3 separate regions of the Zea mays genome follow, and regions 1 and 2 are each linked to region 3. A link is a contact called in public Hi-C data. All regions are on one chromosome and are shown on one strand. The core of a region is the stretch at or near the end of the contact, and the rest is flanking DNA. Distances in the headings are between cores, read along the strand shown.

Region 1 (2,700 bases), core at 140-2,639, 230 kb before region 3:
GAAGAAGGTGGAGTTTGGGGGCAACTCTGTCAAAAGATGGAAAACAATTGCGCTGGGCCAGGCCCGCGATGCTATCTCCTGGCGCCCACATGTTAGTAGCCTGGCTCCATCCCCTCCGACGCGGCGCTTCCTCCCCGTCTTTTTTGTATTTTAGTCCTTTGGGATTTTATTTTAACAAATACACCCTTTTCAGTTTTATTTCAAAAATGGACCCTCACCTCGGCGCCATCACTATTGGCGGCGAGCTACATGTTGGCACCAATTAGTTTGACGTGTATATTTAAGAGCTGACGCCTATGTGGATCTGATGTGGCAGCACCTCGACGCCGTGGATCTCGGCGTCGACCTCCATGTATATAAATATACCACTCCGGCCATCGGTTTTTGATTTTTGGATGATAGCAGTCATTTTATCAATGATTCTTCTTCATACTTAGTTTATTTGGTCAGCCACGTAGACATCTCCTACAAAGTGGTTGAAGGGGGTGTTTGGTTTGCCCCTGCTAAAATTTAGCCCCTATCACATCGAATGTTTGAACCTCCGTTCGGAGTATTAAATGTAGTCGGATTATAAAACTAATTTCTCAGCCGAAGATTAAAAAGTGAGACGAATCTAGTACAGTTGGTTGGGTCTATATTTCATACTCCTATTTGAAAGTCAAACGCTTGATGTGACCCAGGCTAAACTTTAGTCCACAGAACCAAACACCCCCGAAGTGTTTTTGTGAGCACCAAACGTCTTGTCGCGTGGGATGCACGTCATATTTCTCAGGTGTCATATTATGCTATGATCAGCAGTTAATGTCAGGCACCAAACCACTATCCCATCTTCAGTCATATCAAGCTACAGTATGCATCTTGGTGTTCTTGCAACAGCATGACATGCAAGGAATTATGAGCTTGGTTAAACTATTTCTGTTTCTGTATTCACTTTTAGTTGCAGGGCTATTGCAATCCGTTATTTAATTGGTGCATGATTCCCTTGTTTATTATAAAAGGATGTTTTTGGATTATGGATAACGAATTGCACGTTTGAGCCGAGTTATTTACACTCATCCTTGCAGGACTAGTCCAGCTGAATTTGTGGTCTCGCGAGTAGGTACTATGAATTTATGGTCGACGCCGAGATCCATGGCGTCTAGGTCGGCGCCGATATCCACGGCACCGAGGTGCTGCCACATCAGATCCACATAGGCGTGAGCTCTTAAATGTACACGCCAAATTAATTGGCGTCGACACGTTGTAGTTCGACGCCAATAGTGATGACGTCGAGATAAGGGTCCAATTTTTTGAAATGGAACTGAAAAATGCGTATTTGTAAAAATAAAACCTAAAAAGGGTAAAATGTAAAAAAGACGGGCTTCCTCCCGCGATTCGAATCGGAAGCCCTCGCATTCCGAAACCCACCCTCCGCCTCAAGAAGCCACCGCTCCGACGAGCCGTGGGTGGCAGAGGACGCGCAGAGCAAGGTCGGGGCGGGGGTCTCTGCACCGGCAATTTCTCGCGCTGCCGCCGCTGAATGCTATCGGAGTTTCGGGGGATATTTAATGCGGTCTCGTTGATTTTCTCGTAGCCTCACCGCTGCAGGCGGGCGCGCGGACAGCGTCCCGCCCTCCCCATGGAGCCCGACGCCGCCGGGTGCGACGTGTCCGCGGACGGCCTCATCGCCGAGCTGCTTGACATGGGCTTCGAGTTCGACGCCATCAGCGCGGCGGTCGGCGCGGTCGGCCCGCGCCGCGCAGAGGTGCTTGAGGTCCTGCTGGGCGGGTCGGACGCCCGAGCGGGGCAGGCGAGGCGGGGAGGGGGAGTGCCAGGCCGTCCCGCCTTGTCTACGGCGCAGCCACGGCCGGCTGGCAGGGGCATGAAATTGAGTAACCCTAGGGGGAGGCTTAGGCAGTCCAGCATCACGGACCACGTTGCCTCAGCTACTGGTGGCGGAAAGGAATCTGGTCGGGAAGCGAACATTTCGTTTCCTTGTTCATCGGCTCCTGGTGGTCCCAGGGTAATGCCAGTGGCTGTTGATTTTTGTTCCGAACCGGGTCCCCAATCTCAGTCTTTGGTTGAGAACTCGACAGTGGAGTCCGACCAAATGGACAGAATTAGTGCTGTTCTGCAAAAGCATTTTGGGTTTTCCTGCCTCAAAGCATTCCAAAAGGAAGTCTTGGATGCTTGGTCTGCTCACAGGGATTGTATTGTCCTAGCAGCCACAGGATCAGGTGTGTTTTCTGTAATGCTCTTCTCTATCTTCTCTAATTTATTGTTTTCCCCCACATGGATGGTAGTTTCGTCCTCCTTTTCTTACATGGATAACTCTGCTGGCAGGAAAGTCCCTCTGTTTTCAGATCCCAGCTCTATTAACAACAAAGGTTGTGGTGGTCATATCACCCTTGATAAGTCTAATGCATGATCAGTGCCTGAAGCTTGCAAATCACGGGGTATCCGCATGCTTCCTTGGGTCAGGGCAACCTGATAGCCGTGTTGAAGGTAAAGCGATGGCTGGCATGTATAAGATTGTTTATGTTTGCCCTGAGACAATATTAAGGTAATCATTCTCGCCTGTGGTATTCTAAAGTTTATTAACGTGTTGCTGGGCCTATCTTGGTGGTGATGTCTCTTCTTGCAGATTAATGGAACCGTTGAAGAAACTTGCAGAAAAGCCAGGGATTGCACTTTTTGCCATTGATGAGGTCCATTGTGTTT
Region 2 (2,700 bases), core at 96-2,595, 150 kb before region 3:
ATTGTCCAACTAGTCGTTTGCAAAATGTGTTGCAAATGTGGAATCGAACAAAAAGAGAATGAACATATCTCCTTTACAAATATAGAGTCGAAGTCAACTATATCCTAGTGAATTCGGAGTTTGGATGTCACTGAGACAACTACATGATTGATTATGCTGAGATCGGTTATGTCCCAAAAATTATTTAAATTCAATTTGTGCTATATTGAATAAATAAAGTAAATAGAGGAATTGTTCCTAATGAAGCACAACCTTAGTTAGCTAGTCTATAGCAGCTTACTCATCTCATCTCATATCCCATCTCATATTTCACTTTACTCTACGAACACTACATTCTATAATACAAAACGGTGTTTTACATTCAACTTGATTTTGGCCTAGATGGTTGTTCATGTCGCGTGAGAAATAGCGCTGGACTGAACCATCCGTCCATCCTCTCTTCTCTGAGAACGTTGTTAGGGGTGTTTGGTTTGACCTAACTAAAGTTTAGTTTGTATCACATCGAATATTTAAATGATAATTACATATATTTATTACAGTCTAATTATAAAACTAATTACATAGATAAAGACTAAAAATAAGATGAATTTATTAAACCTAAGTAAGCCTATGTTTAATATTTATAATTAATATTTGATGTAACATGTACTAACCTTTAGTCCGGAGAAGAAAACATCTCAGGTCTAGTTTGAAAACTCAAGTTCCCTCTGGTATTGGAGAAGAATGAGGGGAAAATAAATTAATTTCCCCTTAATCCCCTCGAATACCAGAGAGATTTGAATTCTAAAACTAGTGCTTAGAGCTTGTTAAATAACAAAAAGATTACCACTTAGAGCTTGTTAAATAAACTAATTATACCTTAGAGCTAGTTAAACAAGATGAACTAGTGCTTAGAGCTCGTTAAGTAAACTAATTAGCCCTTTCAATCACCTCTCATATTTTTGCGTTACCGGTCGCCGACGGGACCGGAGCCCATTCCATGGCATCTGCGTGCGCACAGTTTTACCCGTTTACTCTAAGCCGCCACGCGTCTATGTATCATATCGTCCCACTCCCACGTAAGGATCGAGCAGATAAATATTCCAAATGCAGGGGGGGGGGGGGGGGGGGGGGAAGATAATAATTAGAATTATTATCTATCATTAAAAAAAGAAGAAAAGGATGGGGCGAGCGCTCCGAGCCGATGATGTTTTCCCGAGCGCAGGCCTGAAAAAGGCGGGGCAGGGTGGGGCCCACCGTGTCAGGCGAAAGCGAGCGACGGAAAAAAAGCATGGATCATCGGCGCCCGGGGCTGTGACGTCACCCGGTTGTGTTGTGTCGTGGGAGAGCGTTTGAGTAATCTCGCCGCCCCAGCCCAAATGATTTGGACAATCGGATCTGTACGCCGGGGCCCACGCCATCAGTCCTCTCCTCACGTCTCGGCGTCTCGCTCCTGTCATGCATGCGCCCACCTTTTCTTTTTTTTTCCCTGAATTTATGTAGTATAAAATACAGAAACACTCCCCATTCAAACAAACAAAAAAGCGACACGGTTTACATATTCAGATATATTTAAAGGTTGACGACGATATTTTGCGCAGAGAAGATTTGACCAAGTTTTAAATACTTTTGACCTTGATTGAATCTATAACTTAATAATAATAATAATAATAATAATAATAATAATAATAATAATAATAATAATAATAATAATAATAATAATAATAATAATAATAATAATAATAATAATAATAATAATAATAATAATATGGGCATCACGCGCGCGCCACGCCGCCCGTGCTGCCTGCCTCGTTGTAGTTGTTTGTAGTAGCCTTTCGCCGGTCAAAGGGAGATTCAAAAAAAGAGGAGATTGCAGTGCAGCAGGCTAGGAGAGTTGCTGGCATCGTCGTCATCTTCTCAGGGATGAGCAGCTGAGGCCCATCATCTCTCCCGTCATCTTCTCAGCGATGATGCTGCTGCTGTTGATGTCTGCTTTATGCACTAGTAGAAACTTACGGTGCTATATATTTTTATAGGTAGATTAGGTTATTAATCGATTGTGCTATTTTTAGTAGCAGTTTCTTAAAAAAGTCGTCACTAGAAATTGTATTTCTGTTGGATCTTTTATGGATTTGGCCCATTTAATCAATAAACTCTATAGTGTGTAATGATGGAGAATACCAATAGTACCATATTGGAAGTCCAAGGGTCGTTGGTTTGACTTATATGGTGGGAATTATTCCACTTAATTTGAGAAGTCAAGAAACGAACAAGGGCATGCCACGCGCGCGCGTCGCCGCCGCCGGGCTCGGGCGAGGCAGGCGTGGTCGCATGCGAGACCCTTATCCTTCAGCTGCCCAGCTTCCCTCCGCGAGAACCCTTATCCAAACTGTCATGTTATATATATCATGACATGTCTTATGTCTGTCTGTTTATTTTCAGTTGTTCCATCATAATACATGTACCATGTTCATATGCTTATTATATTTATATGATTCATATGCTTTATGTTCTCATGTTCCATATTGTTATGGATATATTTGATATCACGATTTCTATGATTAATTATCTTTTATATGTCATCATCATAATGTTAATTTATGAAATTAAAATGATATGGAAAACACCTATATTTCTAACAATTTCTACATGCGGTTACTTAAAAAAAACTCCCACTAGAAATCATTTTTATGCTTACTTATTCGAGTTTTCAAACGACTC
Region 3 (2,700 bases), core at 107-2,606:
AAACTAGAGACTAATCTTTAGTCCCTCTAACCACACACCCCTTATTTGATCTGATTAAATGAGCTATAGACTATATCCACATTAAACTAAACATGGTACCCACAAACAAAAAACAGAATCTCTGGTAGCACTAGCGCTGTCATTGAGGCAGGGCAGGATCTGTGAAGATGACACTGGGTTACCGTCTCATCGAGGCGTGACAGGCGTAGCAGGACTGCTGCTGTGTCTACCCCTGCCTAGCAAGCCTACAAAATATACCTAATAAACTTTCAGTTTTCTCCTCTGTAATTAATTACTAGGAGGGTTTTTTTTTTCCTTTGGAGAGACCGGCGTCTGCATGACGCAAATAAAGCTGCAGATACGTGTTTGCTTTTGAGACGCCTCCTTTTTCTCTCTCCATCTCTCAAACACTCCGGATGCCATCAAACATGCTTGCCAGAAAAAAAAAGAGATGGTACAGAGACGGATTATCGAGTGCCACTGAAGATAACAGTGGTCTACGAGTTCGTTTATGATCAACGGCACCTTCAATTCAAATTTATACTATGTACTCCCAGGGTCGCACGGTCCCAAATTTAAACCAAATTTTGAAGTCATCTTAAACCAATCTAATTTCAAGAAAAAACATCATGTTTTTATAAAAACAGAGGCGAAAGATATTTGCAGGGTTCAGAGAGAGAGAGAGAGGGGAGATTGTGCGTGCGCGTAGGTCACTAGTACAAGTACGGCCGGAGGTAGGATTAGCAAAAAGATGTGTGCGGTCTCAACAGTGAAAAGGCGAGGGTTTCTCGAGATCGGGGATCTGAGATAGGACGGCGACGGGGCGCAAGCAGGTCAAAAAGGCCCAAAGTAAAAAAAATAAAAAACAATTGCTCGGGCGATGTCTTTTGGGGGGGGGGTTAAATTTTGCTGTCACCGGGGCTGGGGCAGTAAAAGGGTGCAGTGCAGAGAGGAGGAGGCACATGCTGCCATGGCTGATGGCTCCACTGCCCACTCTTCTGCGTGGGAGTGGGACCACGCCCTCCCTCCAGGATCCTCTGCGCGCGCGCACGCAGACCGGTTGCGTTTGAGAATAAACATGGTTTTGGATTCAGTAGCACGACGAGAGAGTCGTCTACTGTGGTAACCAGCGCAAACAATCCCGTGGACGGGTTGGCCCCCAGAGCCCAGACTGATGAGCAAGAGCCACTCCTGCTACCACCACTCCCATCGCTGTTCATTCCCTCTCCCCTATAGGCTGTAGACCTTGGAATTGGAAACTAAATTGTGTGCAGGAAAAAAACGAAAACCATCTAAAAAATTGATTTATTTTAAGAAAGGGGAGGGAGAGAGAGAGAGAGAGAGCAGTATTTTAAAGTAGCAAAGAGAAGAAGCCTGGGGGAGAGAGAGACGAGAGCAGGAGACAGAGGGGCTCCCCCCCCACCCCCGAGCCCAAACGCAGCTAGCTCCCCATTCCACCCAAGCTCCCGCAGCCAGATGCTCTCCCCCGCTCGAGCCCCACCGCCGCCGCCCGTCCCCGCCGCCGGGTAGACCGCCCGATCCGACGGCGCCCGCCGCACCCATGGGCCGCGGCGGCGCGCGCGCGGCCCCCGCCGCCGCGGTGCCGCCCTGGCACGCGCTCCCGGACGAGGTCTGGGAGCACGCCTTCTCCTTCCTCCCCGCGGACTCGGACCGGGGCGCCGCCGCGTGCGCCTGCCACGCCTGGCTCCGCTTCGAGCGCCGCTCGCGCCGCCGCCTTGCCGTCGCCAACTGCTACGCCGCGTCCCCGCGCGACGCCGTCGAGCGCTTCCCCGCCGTCCGCGCCGTCGAGGTCAAGGGCAAGCCCCACTTCGCCGACTTCGGCCTCGTTCCGCCCGCCTGGGGCGCCGACGCCGCGCCCTGGGTCGCCGCCGCCGCCGCCGGCTGGCCGCTGCTCGAGGAGATTAGCTTTAAGCGCATGGTCGTCACCGACGACTGCCTCGAGATGATCGCGGCCTCCTTCAGGAACTTCCAGGTGCTGCGCCTCGTCTCCTGCGAGGGCTTCAGTACAGCCGGCCTCGCTGCCATTGCCGCTGCTTGCAGGTGAGGCCGCGCATCCAGGCCCAGATTCGACTTATAGACTACAAAGCTGCTCTGCGTGGTTCTTGCTTTCATTTCCGCAAAGATTTGATTTGACCTTTCGGGGAGTTTCTTACAGGAGTATTTGACAAAATAAAAAAACACCTCTGGTTCCTTCTCTCCTCACCTTTTCCATTTACCCCCACAAATTTTGGTGTCATTTTGGGTAGTTGTGACCTGAAGTATATCTTTTTAGGAGAAACTGATTTGAACTTCTTTGGGGGAGATTTTGAGCTCAGCATTTGGTCTTTTTTGTGTGCTTGTTGAGTAGTATTTGTAAACAGTAGTCGCCTCCAGTTTAGATTTGGTGTGATCTGCTGTGTTTGTCCTGAGGTGAATACTAGCGTGCTGTTTTAGATTCTTACTCAAAAGATTGATTTGTACTCTATCTGAAAGGATTCGCAGGGGATTTCAATACAATTTTGGTGCTCATGTCGCCATCAAAAGTTTGACCTTAGATTGGATTCCTCAGTAAGCTTTTATTTTGTTCCTGGCAAGTTTTGACTCCGGATTCTACTGTTGTGCACGGATCTGTGGGTTTGGCAGAATAAACATTTCTGTTTTCTCGGGCAATGATGGATGCATCCCTTTACCTTTCCACCA

Evidence for each region. Hi-C and Micro-C count contacts between places; a contact is called where the count stands out from the background.
Region 1: a Hi-C map of ear shows a contact between it and region 3, with 1.7 times the contacts expected there. The contact joins the promoter of LOC100382628 here to the promoter of LOC103635896 in region 3. A contact is called at or near these places in 15 of 25 Hi-C or Micro-C datasets (bundle sheath, ear, endosperm and 5 more) and 1 of 3 datasets of contacts at active chromatin or transcription factors (leaf).
Region 2: a contact with region 3 is called in a Hi-C map of leaf, with 2.5 times the contacts expected there. The contact joins the enhancer-like site here to the promoter of LOC103635896 in region 3. A contact is called at or near these places in 6 of 25 Hi-C or Micro-C datasets (bundle sheath, leaf and tassel).

Annotation. Positions count from the first base shown.
Region 1 is chr8:130,897,879-130,900,578 of Zm-B73-REFERENCE-NAM-5.0, reverse strand. It overlaps LOC100382628, which reads left to right and starts at 1,389. Exons shown (of 16, transcript NM_001358392.1): 1 at 1,389-1,469; 2 at 1,574-2,216; 3 at 2,323-2,542; 4 at 2,624-2,700. The coding sequence starts at 1,619.
Region 2 is chr8:130,816,831-130,819,530 of Zm-B73-REFERENCE-NAM-5.0, reverse strand. No RefSeq gene overlaps it. Among protein-coding and RNA genes, the nearest start is that of LOC100382628, 81 kb to the left of the region's middle. Within about 2 kb of position 1,345, at least 17 of the 20 cell types and tissues checked have an H3K27ac peak or open chromatin away from gene starts, as enhancers often do. A contact at or near this core is called in bundle sheath, leaf and tassel, where this site is marked.
Region 3 is chr8:130,670,399-130,673,098 of Zm-B73-REFERENCE-NAM-5.0, reverse strand. It overlaps LOC103635896 (transport inhibitor response 1-like protein Os05g0150500), which reads left to right and starts at 1,356. Exons shown (of 3, transcript XM_008658274.4): 1 at 1,356-2,061. The coding sequence starts at 1,562.